3 separate regions of the Mus musculus genome follow, and all the other regions are linked to region 2. Evidence: chromatin contacts called from public Micro-C and promoter capture Hi-C data. All regions are on one chromosome and are shown on one strand. The core of a region is the stretch at or near the end of the contact, and the rest is flanking DNA. Distances in the headings are between cores, read along the strand shown.

What was found. Hi-C and Micro-C count contacts between places; a contact is called where the count stands out from the background. Capture Hi-C pulls out chosen DNA fragments and counts their contacts.
Region 1: a Micro-C map of embryonic stem cells shows a contact between it and region 2, with 2.4 times the contacts expected there. The contact joins the promoter of Mta1 here to the promoter of Jag2 in region 2. A contact is called at or near these places in 7 of 39 promoter capture datasets (the 3T3-L1 cell line, the C10 cell line, the HPC-7 cell line and 3 more), 4 of 484 Hi-C or Micro-C datasets (bone marrow-derived macrophages and embryonic stem cells), 2 of 115 datasets of contacts at active chromatin or transcription factors (double positive thymocytes and pancreatic cancer cells) and 4 of 9 other capture datasets (adipose tissue, liver, macrophages and 1 more).
Region 3: a contact with region 2 is called in a promoter capture Hi-C map of liver. The contact joins the promoter of Tex22 here to the promoter of Jag2 in region 2. A contact is called at or near these places in 2 of 39 promoter capture datasets (cranial neural crest and neural stem cells), 3 of 484 Hi-C or Micro-C datasets (CD8 T cells, bone marrow-derived macrophages and liver), 2 of 115 datasets of contacts at active chromatin or transcription factors (embryonic stem cells and pancreatic cancer cells) and 4 of 9 other capture datasets (adipose tissue, embryonic stem cells, liver and 1 more).

Annotation. Positions count from the first base shown.
Region 1 is chr12:113,096,912-113,099,705 of GRCm38.p6, forward strand. Mta1 (metastasis associated 1) reads left to right here and starts at 1,367. Exons shown (of 21, transcript NM_001364622.1): 1 at 1,367-1,534. The coding sequence starts at 1,507.
Region 2 is chr12:112,928,159-112,931,145 of GRCm38.p6, forward strand. It overlaps Jag2 (jagged 2), which reads right to left and starts at 1,337. Exons shown (of 26, transcript NM_010588.2): 1 at 1,261-1,337; 2 at 724-1,074. The coding sequence starts at 1,326.
Region 3 is chr12:113,073,251-113,075,950 of GRCm38.p6, forward strand. Tex22 (testis expressed gene 22) reads left to right here and starts at 1,252. Exons shown (of 3, transcript NM_001361919.1): 1 at 1,252-1,609; 2 at 1,994-2,186. The coding sequence starts at 2,031. It overlaps Pacs2 (phosphofurin acidic cluster sorting protein 2), which reads left to right. Exons shown (of 24, transcript NM_001081170.1): 24 at 1-1,151.

The sequences.
Region 1 (2,794 bases), core at 117-2,616, 170 kb after region 2:
TGCTCAGACTCAACCAGAACTCCCAGTCAGCTCCTTTTCACTGCCCCAACTGTGGCAGGGACAGGAGTCCCATCAGGGACACAACCTTTTGTCCTCTGGCCTTGGGGTAATGTCTAAGAACTCCCTCTTCACAGACCTTAGATAAGCAAAGGCAAGCCCTTAGTCACAGATGCCACAAAGAGGCACCTTCCTCAGCACCGCAATGCCCCACGGCTTATGTGGTCTTGGCTTCAGCTTGGGCTTGTGGGAGGGAATCCAAGCGAGCAGGGAGGTACACGGAGGGAGGCCTGGCACTTCAGGAACAAGCATGACCGCCTTGTTCAAGGATAGTCATGATGTTCCTGGGTGACTGAAGAGGTTGGACAATGGGGGACACACTGAGGACCCCTACAAGAATTGGAAAGGATCCCTACACAGGGGTGCAGGGAAGGGCTCACATAGAAGGACCCAAGGCAACCTTGTGAGAAACTCCCAAGGAGCCAGTCCTAGGAGGGCTCACCTTGTCAGGTATGTGAGAGGTCTCTGGAGGTGACCTGGGGTTGCTGAAGACTAGGTGAGCATGGAGCTTGGCGGGGGTGGGGGGAGGGCAGGGAAAGGGTCACCAATGGGTGCTGAGGGCCAGGAGGGAATGGGCCTGGAGAGTGCTGGAGAGTGCCACTGGAGGATGCCCGAGTCATTTGGGAGGGGTCGTGGAGAGCCTCCCAGGTAAGCTGAAAGACCATGTAAGAGGGCCATCCAGGGATGTCGAGGACCACTGAGGGTTAAAGAAGGGCCACCCAGTGGGTGCCGAGGTCCAGGCGGGCGTGGGCCTGGAGAGTGCCACTGGAGGATGCCAAGTATCATTCCGGAGGGGTCGCAGGAGGGCCATCAATGATGTGGAGGGCCAGCCACTCTAGGCGGGTTGCAGGAGTGCGTCCCAGGGACGCAGGGTGTGGGCCTGCCGAGGAGGACCACCTGGGGATGCCAAGGGCCACTCCAGCAGTGGCTTCGAAGGACCTCCAAGGGATGAGCAGCTGACCCAGGGATGCCGAGGACCACTTTGGAGAGGATGCAGGAGGGCCACTCGGGATGCCAGGGCCACGAAAGCGTGGGGCTCCGGATGGCCACCCGGGGATGCTGAGAGCCAGGCAGGAGGGGTCGTGGGAGGGCGATCCGGGGATGCCGAGGACCAGGCGAGCTAAGGGCTCAGAAGGGCCACTCGGCCAGGGGCACGCGGGCCGGCGCGGCGCGGGGTCGGGTAACGGCCCGCGCGGTGGGCGGCGGCGCCCGAGGCCCCTCCCCGCCGCCCGCGGCCGCTCCTCCTCTTCCTCTCCCGCCCGCGCCGCGGCCCTCCCGTCCCTGCGCGGCCTCGGCGGCCTCGGAGGCGGCGGCGGCGGCGGCGGCGGAGCAGCGCGGTCCCTTTAAACCGCCCGCCGGCGCCCCCGCGCCCGCCCCCGCCCCGGCCCGCGCCCGGCCCGCCGCCCGCGCTCGCGCCCCGCGCCCCGCGGCCCCGCCGCCGGCCCGGACATGGCCGCCAACATGTACAGGGTCGGAGGTAAGGCCCCGCCACGGCCTTTATGCGCCGCGGGCCCACCGCCCGCGCCTCCCGGCCCCGCCGCGGCCTCCGCGCCTCCCCCACGCCGCCCTCGCGCGCGGCCCGCGCCCCTCCCCCCCGTCCCGCCCCCGTCGCGCTCGCGCCCCGCCCGCGAGGCTCGGTTCTGGTCTCCGGTGCTCGTCCCGGCCCAAAATGGCCCCTGGGCTGCCGGTGCCGGGGCGCGCGCGCGCGGGGCGCCGAGCGGCGCTGGGAGGGGGCTATGCCCACCTGTTGGGGACCGGGGGTGGCCCGCGGGACGCAGGCGGAGTAGCGGCGAGTGGCCAGGGTGGCCAGGGCATCCCGGGGGCCGGCGGGCCCGGCGGCGGGAGGCCTGGGCCTGGGTCCGGGCCGGAGCCCCTGAGCAGGAGCACGTGCCTCTGGAGCTCTGGCTGCGGTCCCGCGAGCAGGAGTTTCGGGGTCTGGGGGGCAAGCGGTCTCCTCAGGGGGCCGTGCAGGGCCCGCTAGGTGTGCAGGCACCGTGAGTCCTGTTGCAGGGGCCACGAGCCCGTCCCAGCCGAGGGCTTTCCTTAGCAGGGATTCCTGGGGGGGAGGGTTGGCTACAGCAGGGGGCCTACATCCCAAGTGCAGGTCTGAATCACCCCAAACTTTTCTCTGCCTTACTGCTCACCCCTGCCTAGCAAGGAGGCACTTTCCTGGCCTTTGGAAGGCCAGAGGTCCCTACTGACCTGGGGCCATGAGAGCCTGTCTGCCCGGGCTGGTCCCCCAGTTGTTGGGCCCTGGGAAGAAGCCCTTTGCCCAGTTTGTGTATGTGTGTGTGTGACCAGGATACTCCGGAATGGCCTTGCACACATCCAGGCCATGCTGACCCTTATAGTTATCCCATAGCCTTCTTCTGCTCTCTCTCTGGACTTGGAGACCCTCCTGGTCACAGCCTAAATGTGGATGAGTCTGCTGCTGTCCCCCACTAGCAAACTTGGGCTTTGCTGTGAGAGTGTGCTTGAGTGCAAGACCACCCCGAAACACCCATCAACCACTCCTACGGAAGACCCCGACCCCTGAGTGCCTAGGTCATTTCCTTCCATCTCACACCAGCGGGACCCAGCCAGCTCAGTTCTGTGGCTTGGGGCACAGGGGTGCAGCTATCTCCACACGGATGGCTCATCCTCCCACAGCAGGCCTCCCACAGCAGGGGCCTCTCAGGGAATCCCTGATCTCACACCTTTGCTCTCTGCCAGGACCTGCCACAGGTCATACAGCCTG
Region 2 (2,987 bases), core at 87-2,586:
AGCTGGATCCCCATGACCCTTCTTCCCAGCATGCCCAGACTCGGGTTCTTGCCTGACCTGACCACCCCTAAGCAGACAGGGTGCTTCCCAATTCCAGAAACTAAGAAGCACAATAAAACATCCGCAAACAGCAGTGCCACAGAGGGTTACAACTTGGAGCCTTGTTAGTGTCTCTTCCCTTTCGGAGGAGGGGTCTTCCCATCTCTAGCAGCTTCTGCCAACACACACAATCAGGCCATCCCCGCGCAGGTCCCAGGCGCCTGTCCGTGCCCCCGGGCATCCAGGAAACTGCAGGGCAGGAGCAGGCTGGCCGCGGGCCCGGACGGCTCCGCCAGGGCCTGCCCCGGACCAGCCCCAGCACGCGCAGCGCACATGCCTGCACAGCCTACCGGGCCGCAGGCGCCTCGCACCTCCCCACGCACTGACACGCGCAGGGCGACGTAGGCACACTCCGAGGGCCGCCGTGCACGCGGACCTTGGCCTCCCAGCCCCGCCGCGACCCCAAGCCTGTCGGCCCTTGGGAACCCCGCGCGCCCACGTGGCCAGGCGCGAACCTGGCCGCAAGAGCACGCGCCCCAGGCCCGCCCGCGGCGCGGCGCCCCCTGCCGGCCCCGCCCCGTCTGGGCGCGCGCGGCCCGCACCCGCGCGGCCGCAGGTGCTGAAGGGACCGCGGCGGGCGCCGAGCGCGCAGGGAAGCAGAGTGCGGGGGAGGGGCGCACGTACCGGCCAGGCGAACTGAAAGGGAATGACGACGAGGCCCGGGTCCTGGTGGCCGCCGGTCCGAGACCGCGCGCGCGCTCGGTCCCCCGCAGCGCCCGCCGGCGGCAGGTAGAAGGAGTTGCCACCCAGCACGGGCGTGGCGCCGTAGCCGTAGCTGCAGGGCCCCGTGGGCGTCACCTTGGCCTGGTACTCCTTAAGGCACACGCGCACGTACGTGTCGCACTCGTCGCGGCCGCAGCCCCCCGCGCGCGTCGTCCGGCCGTCGCCGTCACAGCAGGCGCCGCTCAGCAGCTCCCCGTTCACGTTCCGCAGCGCGCTCAGCTGCAGCTCGAAATAGCCCATGGGCCGCGTCGCCTAAAAATAAGGCAGCGCAGAGTGCAGGGAGGCGCGGGCCGGGGTCGCCGAGCCTCCGCCCCGCCCCCACCCTTGCGCCGTTCCTAGGGCTCCGGACCGCGGCCGTTTGTGCGCCGCCTGGCCCGGAGGAGCGGCCCGGCCCGGTGCGCCCCGTCCGCGCCCGTCGCCACCGCGCGCCCCGCTCACCTGCACGCACAGAACCAGTAGCAGCAGCAGCCGCCGAGGCAGGCGTCCCCAGCCGCGTGCCCGCATCGCCGCCTCGACCCCGCCCGCGGCCCCGCCGCCGCCGCCGCCGCCCGCGCCCGCTATAGCCGCCGCGCCGGCCTCCAACGCCCGCCCGCCCTCCGAGCCCGGCGGCGCACAGGCGGCGGCGGCCGCACAGGCGGCGCGGGCGGGGTCGAGCAGTGCGCGCGGGCTGCGCGGCGGGCGTGCAGGGGAGGCGGCGGCTCCGGCTTACTGCAGCCGCTCTCCGGCGGCCGGCCCGGCTCCCACCCGGCGGCGGCGGCGACGGCGGCGGCGGGTCCTGGCCTCGGCTCTGCGCGCCCGCGCTCCCGGCACCGCAGCCAACAAGTTCGGGACGAGACTGACAGCTCGCTCGCCCATTCGTCACCCGCGCACCTGCATATGCATGAGGGGGCGGGGCCTCGCGGTGGGGTGGGGCCGTGGGGGGTGTTGGGGGCACCCCGAGCTTTAAAGGAGGCGAGGGTGCGGTCTATGCGCGGGGCGGCGGGGCGCGGGGCCACCGAGCTGTGGCTTCTCCTGCGCCCAGGCTCACTGAGGTGGGGCCTTTTCTGCTCCAGAATTCTCGCCCGGGTTAACAGCCTGGGAGTGAGTGGGGCGCCCCCTGAGGTCACTGCCTTGGTCCCCTCCCATCAGAGCGCAGCCACTCTCGCGCTGCTCTTGGTCCCAAGGGAGATACTGCCTGCTGCACACATCAGGATTTTGCCCCCACGCAGAGCGGGTGGGGCACTGAGACTTGAGTGAGCCCAACTCCTGGTGCGCCCCCTTCCCCCAGGAATTTCCCCCCAACTCCGCAGCCTCCTGTTACTTTCACGCCGGCTACAGGGGGCGCTACTCCCCTCCGGCGCTCAGCCCTCCCTTCCTCCAAGCGCACAGGTTGAGTAGCCAGTCAACAAATGCTCCTTCCTGCAGGCTGTTCCCAATTCCAAACTGAGGTGGTGGCCATCGCTACATTCTCTTATCTTCAAGGAACGTGCCGGCCTGAGGTTCAAATTTAGGGGAAAAGAAACGGGCATAAAGGATAGTGGACCATGTCAAGAGAGCTACCGGAAGAGGACTTTCCAACAGTCTGGGAGTATTAAGTCACAGAGCCTGGGTGTCCCAACCCTCCATTACCATTTCTTGACCCTGTTCCTAGGTGATCATTTCCTCTTCCACACGTCAACACCAAGGGTTCTTTGTCTACAAGCTGCCTCTCTCCCACTCAGCAGGGCCCTTTGCAATTCCAGTGGTTAGCCTCCATGATTGGTGATGTGCTACTCTGCCCTTACAAAAGTCTCCCGAAGGCTCCTCACTCTAGTCTCCCTTTCTAGTCCAAGTCACTGCCAGCCAGGATTTCCGCAGAGAGGGAGAAGTTCTGATACCGGTGAATCAGAGCCACAGTAGAAGGAACTTGGGTCAGGGCAGTGCCAGGCAGCCTACACAGGGAGCCAGGCCATCGAAAAGCCTTGATCCAGTTTGCCTGCCCTACCACTGTGAATGGCCGTCCAGGATCTCCTGCAGAAGCAGTAGGCCTGAAAGGGTGAACCAGTATCCCCCATACTTGCAGCATACCTGGCTCTGTCTCAAACTGCTCCCACTCCAAGGAGTGGAGCACTCGCCCAGGGAGCCCACACGCAGGTAGGGTAGGTGATAGGGCAGACACAAGCCAGGCCTGGCTACACACAGAGCCT
Region 3 (2,700 bases), core at 2-2,501, 150 kb after region 2:
CTAAGAGCCTAGTTTACCTGCCCCTTGTGTTTTTTCCCAAAAGTCAACCTTCATATGAAACATTTGACCTAGATTTCTAGCCTTGAGGCCACAGGGGTTCAAGCTCTTGCCTGAGGGCAGCCCTTTTCCAGAACCTTCCCCTGTACATACGTGCTCCTTCCTTGACTGGTTCCAGGGGTCTGACTTTACACACACAAGAGGAAGGTGTAGGCAGCGTCTTTGTCCCACAGCTGGCCCAGGGTGGAGTCAGGAAAGCCTAGCACCTGAGCACCATACACCTTCCCCCCAACCCCCACCATGGCAGTGCTAGGTGCAGACCTAGACAGCAGTCCTTCCTCCCTGTGCCTCACTCCCCCAGTGGTTAGAGAGATGGTCCATTTTCCTTGCCTACCTCATGGAGCTGTAATGAGAAGTCATGGAGAAGCACTTTGTCCCTTTGAAGGATGACACCAAAGCCCCCCTGACAGGCAGTGCAGTGGTACGAACCGCAGAGTGTGTTTGCATCCGAAGCTCTGAGGCATCACCCTCAGAGCCTGCCAGTCTTAGAGGTCCCTGTCAAGCAACACCAGTTGCCATTGCTCATTGCTGTCAGTTGGGGGCCCTGCCTCTACCTTCAAGTTGGTTCCTGCCACCACCCTCTGAGTACGCAGCTCAGTATCACTGTAAAGGTACCAGTGCTGGGAGGTGGGGGTGGGGAGGCGTGGGGAGGCGGGAGGCTCAGCCCTGAAGCAATGGCTTGCCCTAGCCTTATCCTGCAAGCCTCACTTCTTCCTCTAGCCTCCATCTCAAATGAATTCCGCATAAAAACGTCCTGGCACTTCTCCCCAGGGCCAGGGTACTTGCTCCCTAAATCCCTGTGCCCTTCAGAGACTGCTCTGTCCTGGAAGGGGGCCAGCAGAAGCTGACAGCCTTGCGTGAGGATGACTCCGTTCGCTTCTGCAGACTGCCCAGCGCGCTGTGACTGATTTCTAGAGTGTGTATGTTGCTAGTTTTGTTTTTGTTTTTTTAATAAAAAGCAGGATTCATGTAAATAGCTTTTTTTGGGAGCAGATACTGATCTGTCCCATGCGACCATGTGGACGATTTCAAGGTGCTGAAGCGACACTAATAAACTGACGGCGCTCAGGCCGCCCACTGCTGTGATTTCTCTGAATGTGTTGGGGCCATGCGGCTTGAACGCTGGGGCGCACGCGTGGAGGGGGCGGAAGCGGCCGCGGAGGGCGGGGTCTGTAGGACGGAAGCTCCGTCCCTCTTCCCTAGAGCTCTGTCCTTGGATCCAGCTTTCTCAGGCTGGTGCTGAAGGTCCTAAGTCAGCCTCACCAGCCAGCTCTGTTTACCTGGACCCACATGAGCGTTCACAGGCCACACGACCCTCCACTCCCTGTGCAGACCCTTCTGAGCCTGGGCTCACCGGCTGATCCATTGTCAACCGGAGCTCATTAAGCCCCCCTCATCTGTCCCGGAGCCTACAGAGCCCTTCCCAGAGCCCTCTGGGCGAGCTCTGCATCCGCGTGGGAGCGGGTGACCCAACTCCCACATACCTTCACTGCTGCCCTTAACTGACTTCCACAGTTCATACCCACGGAGAGGGTGGGAAATGAGAGCTCAGGTTGGCGCTGAGCCTGGGCCTTGTGTGGTAGGGTTGTCCAAGACAGGAGGAGGCCTATTGAGGGTGGGATCCTAGGACTGAAGAGCTTGTCAGGACCGCAGAAGGAGCGCCCCCTGCGAGGAAAAGCAGACCAGGTGGTTCGGTGAGAGCAGAGAAGGCTAGGCTAGCATCTATTTCTAGGCTACTGCTGTCCCTGGGGGGATGCTGGTGCGGAGGATAATGGCCACAAGACCTGGGAGAGAAAGTCACAAGGGACCCCGCTACTCGGCAAGAGTAGTCACTAGGTAGAAGGCGGCCCCAGCAGGGCCTGCCATCATCTGCTTTAGGGATCTGCCGTGGCAGCAGGAACCCTGCTCAGTTCCCTTCCTGCACCTTGCCCCACAGCCCTAGTCGAGGGAACTGCAACCTGCTGTACTTAGAGATGGACAGCAGGCAACAGCGCCCCCAGAGGAAGACGCTACAGTGGCAGCTTGCTCAAGAGCAAAGACAACAGTCACCCCCACAGGGGCTTGCCGTGGCCTCCAGCCAGCCAGACACCAAGAGCAAGCCTCAGGACGACTTGCAGACCCAAGACTGGGTAAGCAGTTAGGAGAGTCTTCCGAGAACCCAGGCTTTTAGGTGGACTGGTTGGAAAGGGACACCGAGAATGGGCCTCTGGGACAAGAGGAAAGGACTGAATGGGACTGGAGGAAACATTTAGTTTTTAGGGCTTGCTTCTCCAACTACTCAGGCTAGGCTCGGAGGTAGACTTCCTCTGGTGGACACCAGGCAGAGAGAGGTCGCCTAAGGTCAGAAGGAGTGTGCCACACATACCCACATCAGCTCGTGCAGTGTCCCTGACCCCTGCTTTGAGGTCCCTCCAAAGGTGACAACTGTCCTGCAGGGCTGACCAGTAGCCCCTTCCGCTTTCATAAGGCAGGGCATTCTAGATGGTAAAGATGCTAACGTGTCATCTCTTGGGAGAGGCTTGCTTATGAATAGGCACAGATGTATGGATTTTATATTGGTGACATAATGGTGAAGAATCAGAGCTCTATGGTTGAAGGGACACCAGACTCCTGGTTGGGGACAAAGTCACTTCAGTGTCTGCC